Linked DNA regions of Zea mays: region 2 is linked to region 1. Evidence: chromatin contacts called from public Hi-C data. All regions are on one chromosome and are shown on one strand. The core of a region is the stretch at or near the end of the contact, and the rest is flanking DNA. Distances in the headings are between cores, read along the strand shown.

Region 1 (7,245 bases), core at 1,302-3,801:
AATTACGAAAATCTAAATTGTTGCCTCGAGCCGATGGACCGTTTAAAGTGCTAGAGAAAATTAACGACAATGCATATAGGCTAGATCTGCCTGCAGACTTTGGGGTTAGCCCCACATTTAACATTGCAGATTTAAAGCCCTACTTGGGAGAGGAAGTTGAGCTTGAGTCGAGGACGACTCAAATGCAAGAAGGGGAGAATGATGAAGACATCCACACTACTGATGCATCTATACCAATACAAGTACCAATTTCTGGTCCCATTACTCGCGCTCGTGCTCGTCAACTCAACCATCAGGTGATTACACTCTTGAGTTCATGTCCATCATATTTAGACCATGGAGACCCGTGCACTCTTGTTTTGCTTAGGAATCAGGGAGAAGACCGAAAGGGAAAAGGATTTGAACATGCTGGATTCGGACTGCAGAAGAACACCAACTTGTGACGGTCACCACGGTCAGATGCGGGCTCGGATTGGAATGTTCAAGCACAACATGGAAAGCTTATCAAGTCTACTTTCATATGGATCCGGAATTATAGTCATATCTGTTCTGAGGCCGCCGTAATCATTGTTTTCTTACCGAGACATTTCCTGCCTTTTCTGCCCATGGTGCTGCGTCACCCTATTTTGGCCCAATGGGTCGTGTATCAAGTTAGGTCCATTAGGGACGCATCCTAGGGTTGCAGCACGACCCCAATACCCTTGTGGTCGTCCTCCCATGTTTATAAACCCCCTAGCCGCCACCAAGAACAGCGGGTTTTGTTTAGATCAAGTTTAGCTCTCGCTACTTGCTTGCAAGCGCGCGTGCTAGTTCAGCCGCCCGTCTTCTTGTCTTCGGAACCCCACCATATTGTAGTTTGATCTTTAAACCTACATTTAGATCTGGTAATTCAGTACTTGTTCTACTTGTTCTTGCTAGTTCTTCGATTGCTTGCAGGACGAGTGCCCTAGTGGCCAGGGTGTCACGCTCCACAAGATCGTGACAGCCATAGGAGGTGGTGTATCGGTTGCTAAGGCGCAGCGTCTTTGGAAGGCTGTAGTCGGGCCGTGAACGTCGTCTCCTCCCCCAATCGAGTTATTCCACACCCTCTCATCGAAAGATCGGGCAATCACCCAACGGGTGCACATCACACTTCCCACCCTACACAGTGAGAAAACCCTTAATAATCCCAAAACTGGAAAAGCTTCTACATCTCTCATCAAACATACTTTGACATCAAATCATTTAGGACATTAGGGATTAGGGTTCTCCTTATTGCTTTCTGTAAAGATTGTTGTTCCGGAATGCATGCCAAGTTATTTAGGACATTAGGGTTCTCCTTGTTGCTTTCTGTAAAAAGTTGTTGTTCAGGAATGCATGCCAAGTTATTTAGGACATTAGGGTTCTCCTTGTTGCTTTCTGTAAAATGTTGTTGCTTGGGAATGCATGTCAAGTTATTTAGGACATTAGGGTTCTCCTTGTTGCTTTATGTAAAAAGTTGTTGTTCAGGAATGCATGCCAAGTTATTTAGGACATTAGGGTTCTCCCTGTTGCTTTCTGTAAAATGTTGTTGTTCGGGAATGCATATTACAAGTACAAAAGCACCTATTTCCTATATGACCAAACTACAGATAAATTTGCTCCATGACATATGTGAATAAAGTATGGCATAAACATTCACTTCCACAAATTTAGTCACATTTTACTTCAAACTTTTAGGATGGTCACCAGAAGATCCAAAGCATCATTGTCAGATAGGTAGGAGTCAAGCTAGTCAGCTCACTAAACCCCGCATGAACTGAGGCAGTTCAACCGTGGATCACCGTTCACCAGGGAAGACACACCACGTTTCCCAACTACCCCACTTCACAGCAGTCACACTGGTGATCAAACGGCCATATCCATAATTTGAACAGAAATCAATCTGAGATAGTGATATCCAACTCACCTCACATCGACGCCCACGAGCTTAGGCGCGATAACCTCGTTGATGTTGCGCACAGCTTGGAGAACGCCCTTGCCGCCGTACACGGCCTTGTCACCATCGCGGAGCTCGAGCGCCTCGTAGATCCCCGTGGACGCCCCGCTGGGCACCGCGGAGCGGTGGAGGCGTCCGTCCCCGGCGACGAGGTCGACCTCGACGGTGGGGTTCCCGCGGCTGTCCACGATCTGGCGCGCGCGGATCGACCGCACCGCCTCCGCTCCCGCCGCGGCCTTGGCGGGCGGCGAAGCGGTGGAGAGCGCCGCGCGGACGGCGACGGCGCGGCGCGATGGAGTGGCGGCGGCGGGGAGGAGGGGCCTCGGCGAGGGGAGCACGAGGTGCGGCTGGGCCATGTGTCGGAGGCGGAGGGTGGCGAGTCTGGGAGGAGGACGAGGCGAGCGTTTACTTATATGGCGGCGGTGACCGGTGACGGCGGTGGCGACGAGGTAGAGTAGAGGTCGTCGCGCCTGTTTGTTGGGCGGTGGCGGCGAGGTGGCAAGGGGTTTCGGCGAATAAAGTTTTTGAAGAAGGCGGGGGTCGGTGCCGGTGGGGGCGAGGGACGGCAGGTGGCATATGGTGCCCGCGTGTCATTGAGAGTCTGCCGCTTTCGCTGGTCGTTTATGGTTTGTACGCCGTTGGCCTTTGTGGTGGCGCGCGGCCAGGGTGGGTCGGTCCGCAGTCCGGTGGCGGTGGTGGCCGGTGGGACTGGGAGGGCGAGCTCCGAGCTTGTTCTGACTTCTGAGAACTGCGAGCAGGTGCCCGTCACGTGACGTGACGCGAGCATATGCTGTTTACCACCATTAGTGGCGTAAATAAGGAGGGGAGCTGGCAGGGCCCTGTGCCTAATGTTTGTGTAAACATATAAATATATACTTACTCAGTTCTAAAATATTAGTCGTATTACTCTTTGATTTTTATGTTTATGTTCAAATAAATAATGATAAATCTAGACACATATATAAAACAAATATATTAATTATGGTATGAATTAACTTAAAAGGTAGAACGAATTTTATTTTAGAACGGAGAGAATACTAATTACTATTAGGGTCTCTTTAGGAGCGCTTTCGCTTCGGAAGAGCCATTCCAGCTCTAGTCATAGAGACACCTTCGTATGGCTCCTCCGAAGGAGCCATTCTATGTGAGACCATAATTTATAGAATTAAATGGAGCTGGAGCTAGTCTGCTAAATACATAGGTTGTCGGAGGCTGGTCAGCTGGAAACCGGAGCCCTGCTAAGCTCTCCCAAAGAGGCATTTAACTTTTAAGTAGTTAAGTATATAAAAAACAATGATTGATTCAATAAATATTGGTTATTCCTTTATTTGTGTTTTTGATAAAAACATGTAGTTTATTAAGTTAAATTTAAACTTAAATCATACACTCATATACTACATATAATCTATTAAATATTATTTATGACCCCATCTATGCAAGAATCATGGCTATGCCCCGAACCACCATTTATGGCATAGTTACTTGAGTTTGGTGACTTTGGCCCATTTTGTTTATACTCTAGATTATATAATTCAACTTAAATAAGTTAAGAGACAAACAAACAACATAGATTATTAGTGGATTATATAATCTAGATAACTAGGTTATAATAATCTAGGTGCTTATATAATCTATAAGCTAGATTAGGCTCGAGCACATGCATGTGCCACAGGTCGGCCATACAAGCCCCCAATTGAGAGCACCTAGAGGGGGTGAATAGGTGATTCTACAATATTAACTCTAAAAAACATAAATTTGGTTTATACAAAGTGTTAGTGAGAACAAAAACCAAGTTGGGATGAGAAGAGAGAGGAAGGAGAACTCTTCACTTGATTTCTCCTTTAAGATGTGTATTAAACTTAGGAGCAATATTGCAAATATTGCAAGTGAGTAAAGAACTCAAAAAGACAGTAATCACAATAGTAAAATGGACAAGAGATGCAGCGATTTTTACCGTGGTTCGGCCAATGCATACTCCACCTTGTTGTGACCTCCTTTGGTCAAGAGTTGCACTCAAGTTTGATCTTTAGATCACTTGAGAGGGGTTGAGTGCAACTCTTGACCAAAGGAGTGTCACACCCGGATTTAAGGGATAAAGTCGGGTACGTCTCATATGTGCGACAAAGAAGAACATCACATATAATGACAAAGTGTATAGAGATAAATGTCACAAGTATCATTATTACATAACGGAAGTCTGACAAAAATATATGATAACAATAAAACAAACTAATATTATTCCTTGGCGCCATTAAGTTGACTGGGAGACGCCACCTAGATCAACTCGTACTCCTCATTATAGGACTCCTCCTGGACCACCTGCTCTTCACCTGTGGGGGATTTATATATCGCAAGAGTGAGCTCACAAAAAATCATATCTCAACAAGTTGTGGGGAATAATGTGCATGAACTCACAAAAGGTGGGAGTTCATGTGAAGTGTAAGACTGATCAACAGATAATGGTTAAAGTTGAGCATTGCTTTTAATAAGTTGGTCAAATTTTATTAGTAGTTACTAAATGTAAGTAAATACTAAACCAGAGTAATAAATAGATCAAATTAATAATAAACCACAATGCGATGCAAATGACAAACTAAATTTAATTCCATAAATTAATCATGTGAGGGTCCGAGCCGCTCATGACCGTGAGCATGGCTGATATACCAGTTTTACACTCTGCAGAGGTTGCGCATCTATACCAACAAGTCATGTTACCCATCTGCCAAGGGATCGCGACTTCCCATACACCTCTACCAAGGAAGCGAGGCAGGGTAACGCTACGAGGCCTTTACAAAGTTTCACTAGCTTCAGAAAACCTGCTACAGTTCTATAAAGCTCCAATGTAGGGATCCCTCGCCCAACCGCCATCGCAGCAAAATCAACCCAAGGACCTCCCTACACTGATCACTCCCCCCTTGCCCTTTTCGGGTAAGGCAGTACTCTACTAGCTTTCCTAATTAGTCAGCCAAGGGCGTCCTATACCACCTTTGTGGTAGCACTGTTTTCCCGGGTGGTCGCACCACGTTCCAATTAACATAATGATCTTATCATGAACAGTAAATAAAAACTCATCATAAAAGCATGATCATCAATAATGTGTATCTCTATACCTAAAACCACATAAAGCAATAGCAGGTACTACCCAAAAATTCAGTGGCAAAAAAGGTATAAGATAGCCAAACTAGGGTAACCTATTGGGTCCCATCAAAATTAACCTATGCAGATCATTATGATTAATAAGAACATTATTGGGTAAATAAAAGTGATCAAGGGCACAACTTGCCTTCAACGAGCTCCTGCTCAGCAGTCTCCACCTACTGAACACCCGGATCTTTTGTGCCTTGCTCGTCTACTCGTAACAGTACAAACAAACATGGTATAGCAGAAATTAACATCACACTAAACAGTAGAACATAATGCATGATAATATTCTACGCGTCGTAACGAGATCATAGGAATAAGAATCACTAAATTCGGAGCTACGATTATCGAGTTATGAATTTCCGAAGTTATTAAGTGCTTGGTGTGGAATAACTCAAGTGAATAATTTTAACCTAAGTTTCATGGATAAACAGAGTTACTAGGTGATGAACAATATTATTACAGAATTATTGCAATTGGAATGGAGTAAAAAGGAACTAAAATGAATTTTCTATGAATTAAATGAGTTTATGGAATTACTTATATACTAAAAATCAATTTCTATAATCATTTATCCGATTTCTTTGTTCTCTGGACTGCGCATACGATAACCAGAAAGTTTGGGGGCTAACTCGTGAAATTCCCTAGACTCAGCTTACTCAGAGTTGGACCACGGGTTGATTCAGATAATCTTCAAGGACTCTTTTATAAATGTACAGAGGCCAAGGGGGTACGCAGAGCTGTAGGCCGTTAGATCTCCACGCATCGGCCTGGATTAGATGTCCTTTAAAAATGAACCGGTACGTTATGTCGACCGTAGGATCCGAGATCCACGGTCTGGGTTTTATTAACGTACGATCTACTGCATCCGTTAGATCAACAATGTACGGTCAAGATCTTGCCAGCTGAAAGAATACTAAAAGAACCTAATCACGATTGCCCATCCATCGATCCTTGGCCAGGATTCGCTGCTACGAAGAGGTATCCCAGGTTTAAATCAGAGCCGATCATCCCAAGGTCAACGGCTCCAGGTATTTCCCCCAATCCCTCCACTGAACACGGCGGCGGCACCGCGTTACCATGGCAGAGAAGTCTGGCGAGCCCCCCCCCCCCTCATGGCGCTATGGTGCTCCGAGTCACTATGGACAGGTGTATCACATTCCTACAAACGCGGTGAAGGTGGTCGAGGGTCATACCGAGGGGCTGGAGCGACGACGAGGACTGACCACGCGGTACAGCGGCTGCCGCAGTAGAGGAGCACCACGACGAGGAATTGCTCGACTCCGGGGCAAGATTCGCCAAATTCGGTGGGAGCCGAAGCCTGTCCGCGCCCAACAGGCCCTCGGGTTTCAGCATGGAAAGTCTAGTCACGACGCCGGCGAAGGACAGTAGCGACGGCGGGGTTTCACTCGCTTAGTTCCCTGTGATGGCAGAGAGACGGGTACGTGCAACTTTTTGAGTCTCCAAGAGAGCTTTTGGGTCTGTTTGGTTGGGCTGTGGCTGTGAAAAAAGTTGTTGTGGGCTGTGAGCTGTGGAAAAAGCTGCTGTAGGCTGTAAGCTGTTAAAATGCTAAAAATCGTTTGGTGAAAACCACTAAAAGTCATTAAAAATTCTTCGATATATGTTTTCACAGTTCCATCCGAAAAGCCACTAAAAGCAGGTCCAGGGGTGCTTTCAGATTTGCACTACGAGAAAGTCAGCTTTTAGAAAAAGCTGCTTTCTAAATCCAGCCCTTTGGTTGGCTTTTGGCTTTTAGGGGGACAAAAGCCAAAGTTAAAAGTCAAACCAAACACACCCTTTATCTCCCGCGCGGATGAATCGGGAGGTGGAGTCGTGGGTCCCCAGAGCCCGCGGTTCTCGCGCGGTGGGTATGGCGCGCGAAAGTTGGCGCCCGATGTAACGATCCGAGGAAGAAGGGAGTGGCAGCCTAACCGTTGGGGTCCACATGGCAGCGAAACATGAGCGAGATGACGGCTGGGGCCATAAGGCAGAGGGAGTTGCTCAGCGCGCGCGACACCCGTGACTGACGGCGCGGGCTCGCCTGTCGACGCGCAAATCGTCCGGGCTGAGAAGTGGTTGGGTCGGCGCGCGTTTAAGGGGGAAAGAAGGAGATGGGCCGCGGGAAGAGCAATGGGCCCAGTGTCAGT
Region 2 (7,245 bases), core at 2,090-4,589, 140 kb after region 1:
ATGGTATATTTTGTGTGTATGTATAGCTGGTTTGTTTCAGTTATAGAACGTTACAAGCTTGCACAAACACACCTAAAAAATATCGTCCATGGGCAATGATTTGTTAAATATACCAGCATCCAAAATGCATATTGGCATTACAGAAGCATGGCATCAGATATTACTATATTAAAGAACATCAAAACAATAATGACTGCACTGGTAGAAACTTATCTCGGAGCTCTATTTTTCACATTTTCTTGAAAAGACAAACAGAATAAAGATAATAAATTTAAAGCAGATAAGGATATTCTTTGACACAATGTTCTGCGACATGGACTCGAACCTTGTTTGCTGCAATTATCAGCGTTCAAGTGAGTGGGAGACGGTGGTAAATTATTTGAAGGAGATGCTAATGAAACCTTATCCAAAGGCACTCACCATCTGTCCAAGGAGGTTCTGGACCTGAAATGGAAAGCTAACAATCAGCAATTACAGACTCCTCGACTTTTTGGCAGTACAAAACCAAAAAATAAAGTCGAACGTTAATATCTTAACCCTATTTTCTGGCTTTATAAATAATCCAATGTTGTACTTCATTTTCTTATCTAAATGGTCCAAACTACACTGCCACGTGATATTAAAAGCAGTTTAGACTTTGTTTAAGAGACCCAAAGTTTTATGTTCCATCCCACTACTGTGCCAGGAAACAGTAAAATTTTACATATAAATGATGTGTGCTAATAGATCATATGATGCATAACCACATAAAAATCAGAACTTACAAATGCAGTCATATCTGTTGGGTTCTGTGATGATGGATCTGAATCCATGATAGCCTACAAGACCAGGTTCAGAAAATGGGTGAACAAACAGCAGTATACCGCAGCAGACTTGCATACAAATCAAAATAAACTCTATACATATTACATAGCATCAGGATAGCTCCTTTTTCAGTTTCCATACCAACAAATGTAAGAACTGGAAATAATGAAATTCAAGTATGGTCACAATTTGTAAAAGGACTGGTTACGAAGTGAACACTATGTAAAACATGTTACAGGGACTATAAAATGGTTGTAATGATGGAACCATTCAACATTCCTAACAAACAAGTGTATAGCAAATGTCAAAACATTGCGAATAAAAAAAATGTAATTATACACTAGAAAAATACCCAGTAAGAAATTGCAGAGCCAACTAGCCAAGTTATGAGTGCCATCATCAACGGGATAACAGAGATTCTTATACCCATTAAACCTCCCCCTACGAGGAGGTGTCTCCTATTTTCCATTTCTCCATCCACTGGCTCTCAGCAAGATCAAGGCAAGAGAATTCATGGTCGCATTTCAGATTTCTAGTTTCCTCTGCCCTCTTACTGCACATGATACTTGCCAAATCTTGTATTGTGCAGGATGTGCTCCGTCGCATCCTATCAGTGAGCATCTCAAGATCATCTCGCAAGCCAAGCCTGAGCAGCCTATCCCTCAGAACCTGACAAGTAGCCTGGTAAGGAGGGATACCCTCATCTACCATCCTCAAAAAATAACTGCAGGCCTCCTCTGCTCTACCCTTCTTGCAAGACAGCCCATGGATCATAACAGCATAAGTAGCTGCTCCTGGGTAGAAACCATGTTTTTCCATCCCATCCCAAACCTCAATTGCCCTATCAACCCTTCCTATCGCAAGCAACATTTTCAGAATCATGTTGTAAGAGTGCCGATTAGGCAAACATGAGCTATCATCCATCCTTGAAATGAGCCGCAACGCTTTATTCACCTCTTTCAGCTTACAATGTGTATTAAGCAGAGTGTTGTAGCTCCAGACATCAGGCTTCTCCCCATAAGTTGCCATCTCATTGAGGATATTATAAGCCTCATCAACCTCTCCCAACTCACACAGTAACCGAATGACAGCATTATAGGTGAATACATTTGGTGTAAGGCTGCGTGCACGCATCCTATCTAGCACTCGAAGAGCAGCACGGGCATCCTTTGACGCACATGCAGATCGAAGGAATGGGCCGTAAGTGGCAGCATCAGGGGCAAGCCCACGGCTGCGTTGCATATCTTTTAGCTGCTCCTGAGCAAGTGCAACATCCCCTCCTCGACACAAGGCGTCAATCAACGCATTATAGGCAGGCACATCAGGTTGGACCCCTCTCTCAATCATTTCGTCAAACAGCTTTTGGGCCTTCACTGGACTCGCAACAACAGCCCACCCAGAGATCAGGATGGTATAAGTTTTGGCCGAGAGATCAAACTGAAATGGCGACTCCCTAAAGAATGCCTCTGCGTGCTCCACCAGGCCATTATGCGATAACGTGAAGAGCAGCGAGTGGAGATCAGCGACCGTCGGCAGGAAACAGAACCTCTCCATGGAGGAGAAAGCTCGGATGGCATCCTCGGGTAGACCGGCGCGGGCGTACGCGCGGAACAGCAGCGGAAACAGGTCCCGCGAGAGCGCAGACCGCGGGAGATCGGAGAGCAGAGAGCGCAGAAGCGGGAAGAGCCGCGCCCCCGCAAGCGAGCCGGCGAGGATGAGGAGCGAGTCCGGAAGGTGTGTGAACCCCGGCATCGCAGCCGCGAAGAGGAAGAACCGGAGGGAGGGCACGGGAAGGTTACGGCAGCGGCGCAGGACGGCAGCCGCCGCCGCGGGCGTGAGGCGGGGCGCGAATCCGCTGAGCGCGGCGCGGAGGTCGTGCCGCGGCCCGCGGAAGTCGCTGAGCACACGGCAGAGAGCGCCAACGAGCCGCGGGTCGGGGTCGGGGTCGGGGTCCGGGGCCGGATAGGGCCGCGGATCCGGCTGTCCAGCCGGCGAGGCAGAGCAGAGGCCGCGCAGGAATAGGAGAGAACGCGGGCTTCCCGGCGCGGCCGCAGCGAAGAGCCTGGCGGCAGATTGCATCTCGCGCGATGTGGGCGCAGGGGGCTGTGCAGTAGGAGCAGATTCGCGGGTGACGCGAGGATGCACGAATTCAAACAAAAAAAAAACACGGGAGACGAAGCTCAAGAGGGACCGCGAGGCGGCTTACCGGGGAAGCGCGTGTCGTGGAGGAGGAGGGGCTCGCCGGCGGTCGGCGGATTCGGAGGAGGTACGGTGAGCGTGGGTGCGGCTCAGGTGGGTGGTTGTATACGAGTGGAAGGGGAGGACGCAGGAGCGGAGGGCTGAAAAGCGGCCCGGTTCGCGTGGGCTACCAAAAGCGAGCCAGGCAGGGTTTCGAAGGAACAAAGGCTGCTTGGCCCAGGCAAAGCTCTGAGACGTTCGGTTTTTATCGTTTGGAGCTGTGATTAGAGACGGCATTGGCAATGCTATCTCATATCCATACCTGTAAAAAAATAAACTCGTCGGATCACCCATATTCACTAATGACAATAGATTTATCCCCATATTCATACCCATGTGGGTATGGGTCTCCCATCGAGTCACTTGTACTCATAAAGATTAAAACTTTATCAAAATAATACAATATACAAACATCAAGTATATCAATCTAAATATCATTACAAAAGATTGAGCATCATTCAATCATCCATTCAATAATATCATGGATCATTGAATAAAGTAGCAATACTAGGATAGTACCACATAACACATTACATGTTCCATTACATGACCATCAAATAGTTGTTAAACCTTGTATGACATTATCACAAAAAAGTTTGTCAAATAGTCAAAATAAATGGAATATCAAAGCCCAAGTTCACGCTTTTATACTGGGTATTTTATACCCATGGGTTAACATGTATGGGTAAGAGTGGAACGTTCTAATACCCTTTACCCACTGGTGAAGGTTTTTGCCCAATAAGAGACTCATGGGTACAATATCTAGCCCGTATGCATACCTTAATGGAGTCAATACCCATCGGATATCGGATCGCGGGTACCCATTGCCATCTCTAGTTGTGATCCTTCGCCTAGCAGGTGTCGTGGTCGGCACCGTTGATCGGTGGGAAGGGGAAGCAGCTCCACGTTGTCTATCTTACCTCCTATTTCAAATTTCACTCTACAAATATTACTATCTATATTATAAAACAGTGTTTTGCACAACCATATGTACGATTTGCTGAACACAGCCTTAGATGTGGTTAGTAGATCGTGTATACAACAATAAACCAATGTAGCTAACAGTCAAATGCATAGAGATAATACCACAGTAGAGATTCAACATGTGATCTTGTGCTGCTCTACTCTCACCGGGCATAAGAGGCCTAGACCAGTTACCGGGAGTCAAGAGATGACCACAACTAACACTTTCGAGTAAAACGAGTGAGACAAGAGTTTTATAAAGGTTCGAACCGTTGAGGCAAAATACCCTACGTTCTTCTTGGGTAGATTGAATGCGGGGAAGTGACTAAGTGCATATTGATCACCTGTCAAGATTCATTTGTATTGACCAAAGGAGGTTTGAAAGAGTGCACTTTACAGCTTCGGATGTTGATCGATCCAAGAGTGAATACGCTTGGCAATGATAAAATGTTATGTTCCTATGTATGGTGTTGGGGACTTGTTCTCAAATGCTATGAGTTAAGAACAAGGCAACACAAAAAATGTTAATCGGTAAAGTCCTTCGTCCTTCGAAGCATTATTTCCCTTAGGATATAATGATTTTCGGACGAAGGTTATGAAGGGCGTACCTTCATAAACTCAGCATATAGTGACGAAGGATGAATCATAAGGAATATGAAGGATAACATAGACAATTATATATTATTATTAACTTATTTTTGCATTATTATTATGTAGAAACAAGAATAACATTGAATTACAAAAGTACCTTCAGCTTAAAGGAGATGAAAGTACAGGTGTAACGCAAAAACGAATGCCAAATCAGCGTGAACAGTACGGGGGTACTGTTCACCTATTTATAGGCACGGGACACATCCCATACAAAATTACATTCATGCCCTTTACATTTGATAACAATTCTATAGTAATACACCGAGGTCTGAATAGCCTTTTCATCTTTAAGTCGGTTTCATTTTCTGCTACCACGCCGAAGCTTTCCCGCTCACATCTTCGGCGCTGTATCAACCTTCGTATGATTTTGGTCTTCTCCTGCTATGATACCGACTCGAGTCCGAAGATACCTGTTCACACATTATACTCCAGAAATACTGTTAAATCCTGTTTTTGAGGACCTTCGTAAGCCGAAGGCCCCCAACAGTAGCCCCTCGCAATATTAATTTGTTAAAAATAATAAATTTAGATAGCGACATGGACGAAGGCTATAAGCCGAAGGTCCGAAAAAACACCTTCCCTTTGCTAGAATAGCAACATTCACTGACAGGCGGGGCTTTTCAATTTTCAACGCACTGGTCGTATAAATAAGATCATACCGCAAGCTCATTTGGCACGCTCTCTTGCCATCTGCTCCCGCTCACTCAATTTTTAGCTCTTGCGCACCAAGGTTTGCTTAGCTTTTAAGTTTTGAAGCTTCGGCGTTGAAAACAGTTTTTTAGTGTTTCTGAAGATGTCTGAAGATAAGAAAGCTACTACTGAGATGAAGCTGAGTCTCGATGAAGAGAAGAATCTGGGGTTTCTCATAGCAATGTCGAAGACCAATACAGAAAAAATCACCAAAGAGATTTTAGAAGGTTTGTCTGAAGATACTGGTGACAGCGACAGTTATGATGTGGACAGTGGTGGTGAAGACTCCGAAGATCGCCCTTGGCGACCAAGCCATGCGGTTTTCGGCAAATCAACTATCAAAGAAAATCATCTTGTCAACATGAGAGGAAGGTATTTCCGGGACTTGTCCGTTGTGAGGGCCGACGAAGGAGAAAAGACTTGTCCAAACCCTGAAGAGAATGAAGTCGTAGTGTACCGAAGCTTTTTGAAAGCTGGACTACGATTTCCCCTGAGCAGCTTCGTCGTAGAGGTGCTGAAAATGTTTGAAGTCTATCTTCATCAACTTACCCCCGAAGCAATTATAAGGCTGAATATCTTCGTATGGGCCGTGAGAAGCCAAGGTCTGGAACCTGATGCGAAAAGTTTCTGTAATATACACGAATTATCATACGAAACAAAACCTTGGGGTAAGTAACAGTATCACAATAATTTTGGCTGCTACAATTTTGTTTCTCGGTCCGGGTCAAGCTGTCCCGTGCCAACCTTTCGGAAGAGATGGCCCGGCGACTGGATGACAGAATGGTTTTATGTGAAGAATGACCTGAAAGCACGAGAAGATATCAAAGGTATAGTTATGCGCCCTATTTGGCAAAGCTTCGGCTTGCGGAGGCCGAAGGTTGAAATGAACGAAGCTGCCGAAGAATGCCAGAGAGCCTTCGGAGTTATTTGTTCTTTTATTGGAACGAGAGATTTGGTCCAAGAGCATATTGCCTTCAGAGTATGGTCGCTTGCGGAAAAATGGGAAATGCCGCAAGAGACCATAAAGGAGGCTGACGAAGGTGGTCTTATCAGACTGAAGTATACTTTCAAGTTTGGAGATAAATTCGTTGAGCCAGATGATGACTGGCTAAAAAGCATTGAAAATTTAAGTGATGAGCTACTTGGGGTTTATTCGAAGGCTGAGGATATTGCATTGTCAGCAGCCTTCAGAGGACGAAAAAAGAAAAGATTGAACCGGGTGTTTGACGCAATCGGGTTTGTCTACCCTGACTATCGTTATCCCATTCGAGGGCAGAAAAGAAAAAACACAACCTCTGCGAAAGAAGAAGCTGCAACTGCTCCTAGCGAGCCAGAACCGAAAAGAAAGAGGATAAAGGTCCTCACACATCGGCCACGCTATATTGAACCAGCTTTGGTGCCTGAGTTCACGGGAGAAACTTCTTCGACCACCGAAGCTGAAAAGCCAACCAAGCCAACCTTGCTGCCAGAAGTCGCAGAAATGGCCGAAGCGCCAACAAGGATAGAATTGGAAGAACCGAAGATTTTGTTACCAGAAACCAAAGAGATGGCCGAAGCGCCATCCACAGAAAAAATGGAAGAAGTGAAAGAACCAACTGAGGGATCAAAAACATCAGAAGTTTTGAGTCCTGCAGCAAATGTTGAGACAGTAAAAAATCAAAAGGTGCCAGCAGTGACTCCGAAAAGAAAGAGAATGGTCAATGTGCTAGATGTTCTGGAAACAATTAAATCTTCAAGCACACCTCCGAAGAAGACTGTTGTCATTCCCGAAGCGAAAACTGAAATTTCTGATACTAAAGCTCCAGAACAAGAAACTGAAGCCGAAGCTGGGTCCTCAGAGCCCACGAAGATAAAATCCTTGGAAACCGAGGAAGAAAAAATAACAGAGCCAACTTTTGT

What was found. Hi-C and Micro-C count contacts between places; a contact is called where the count stands out from the background.
Region 2: a contact with region 1 is called in a Hi-C map of ear, with 2.4 times the contacts expected there. The contact joins the promoter of LOC541966 here to the promoter of LOC100283280 in region 1. A contact is called at or near these places in 3 of 25 Hi-C or Micro-C datasets (ear, endosperm and tassel).

The regions. Positions count from the first base shown.
Region 1 is chr2:182,498,656-182,505,900 of Zm-B73-REFERENCE-NAM-5.0, forward strand. It overlaps LOC100283280 (enolase), which reads right to left and starts at 2,552. Exons shown (of 7, transcript NM_001156182.3): 1 at 1,928-2,552. The coding sequence starts at 2,313.
Region 2 is chr2:182,637,880-182,645,124 of Zm-B73-REFERENCE-NAM-5.0, forward strand. LOC541966 (empty pericarp 2) reads right to left here and starts at 3,340. Exons shown (of 5, transcript NM_001111620.2): 1 at 3,011-3,340; 2 at 765-818; 3 at 421-444; 4 at 291-333. The coding sequence starts at 812.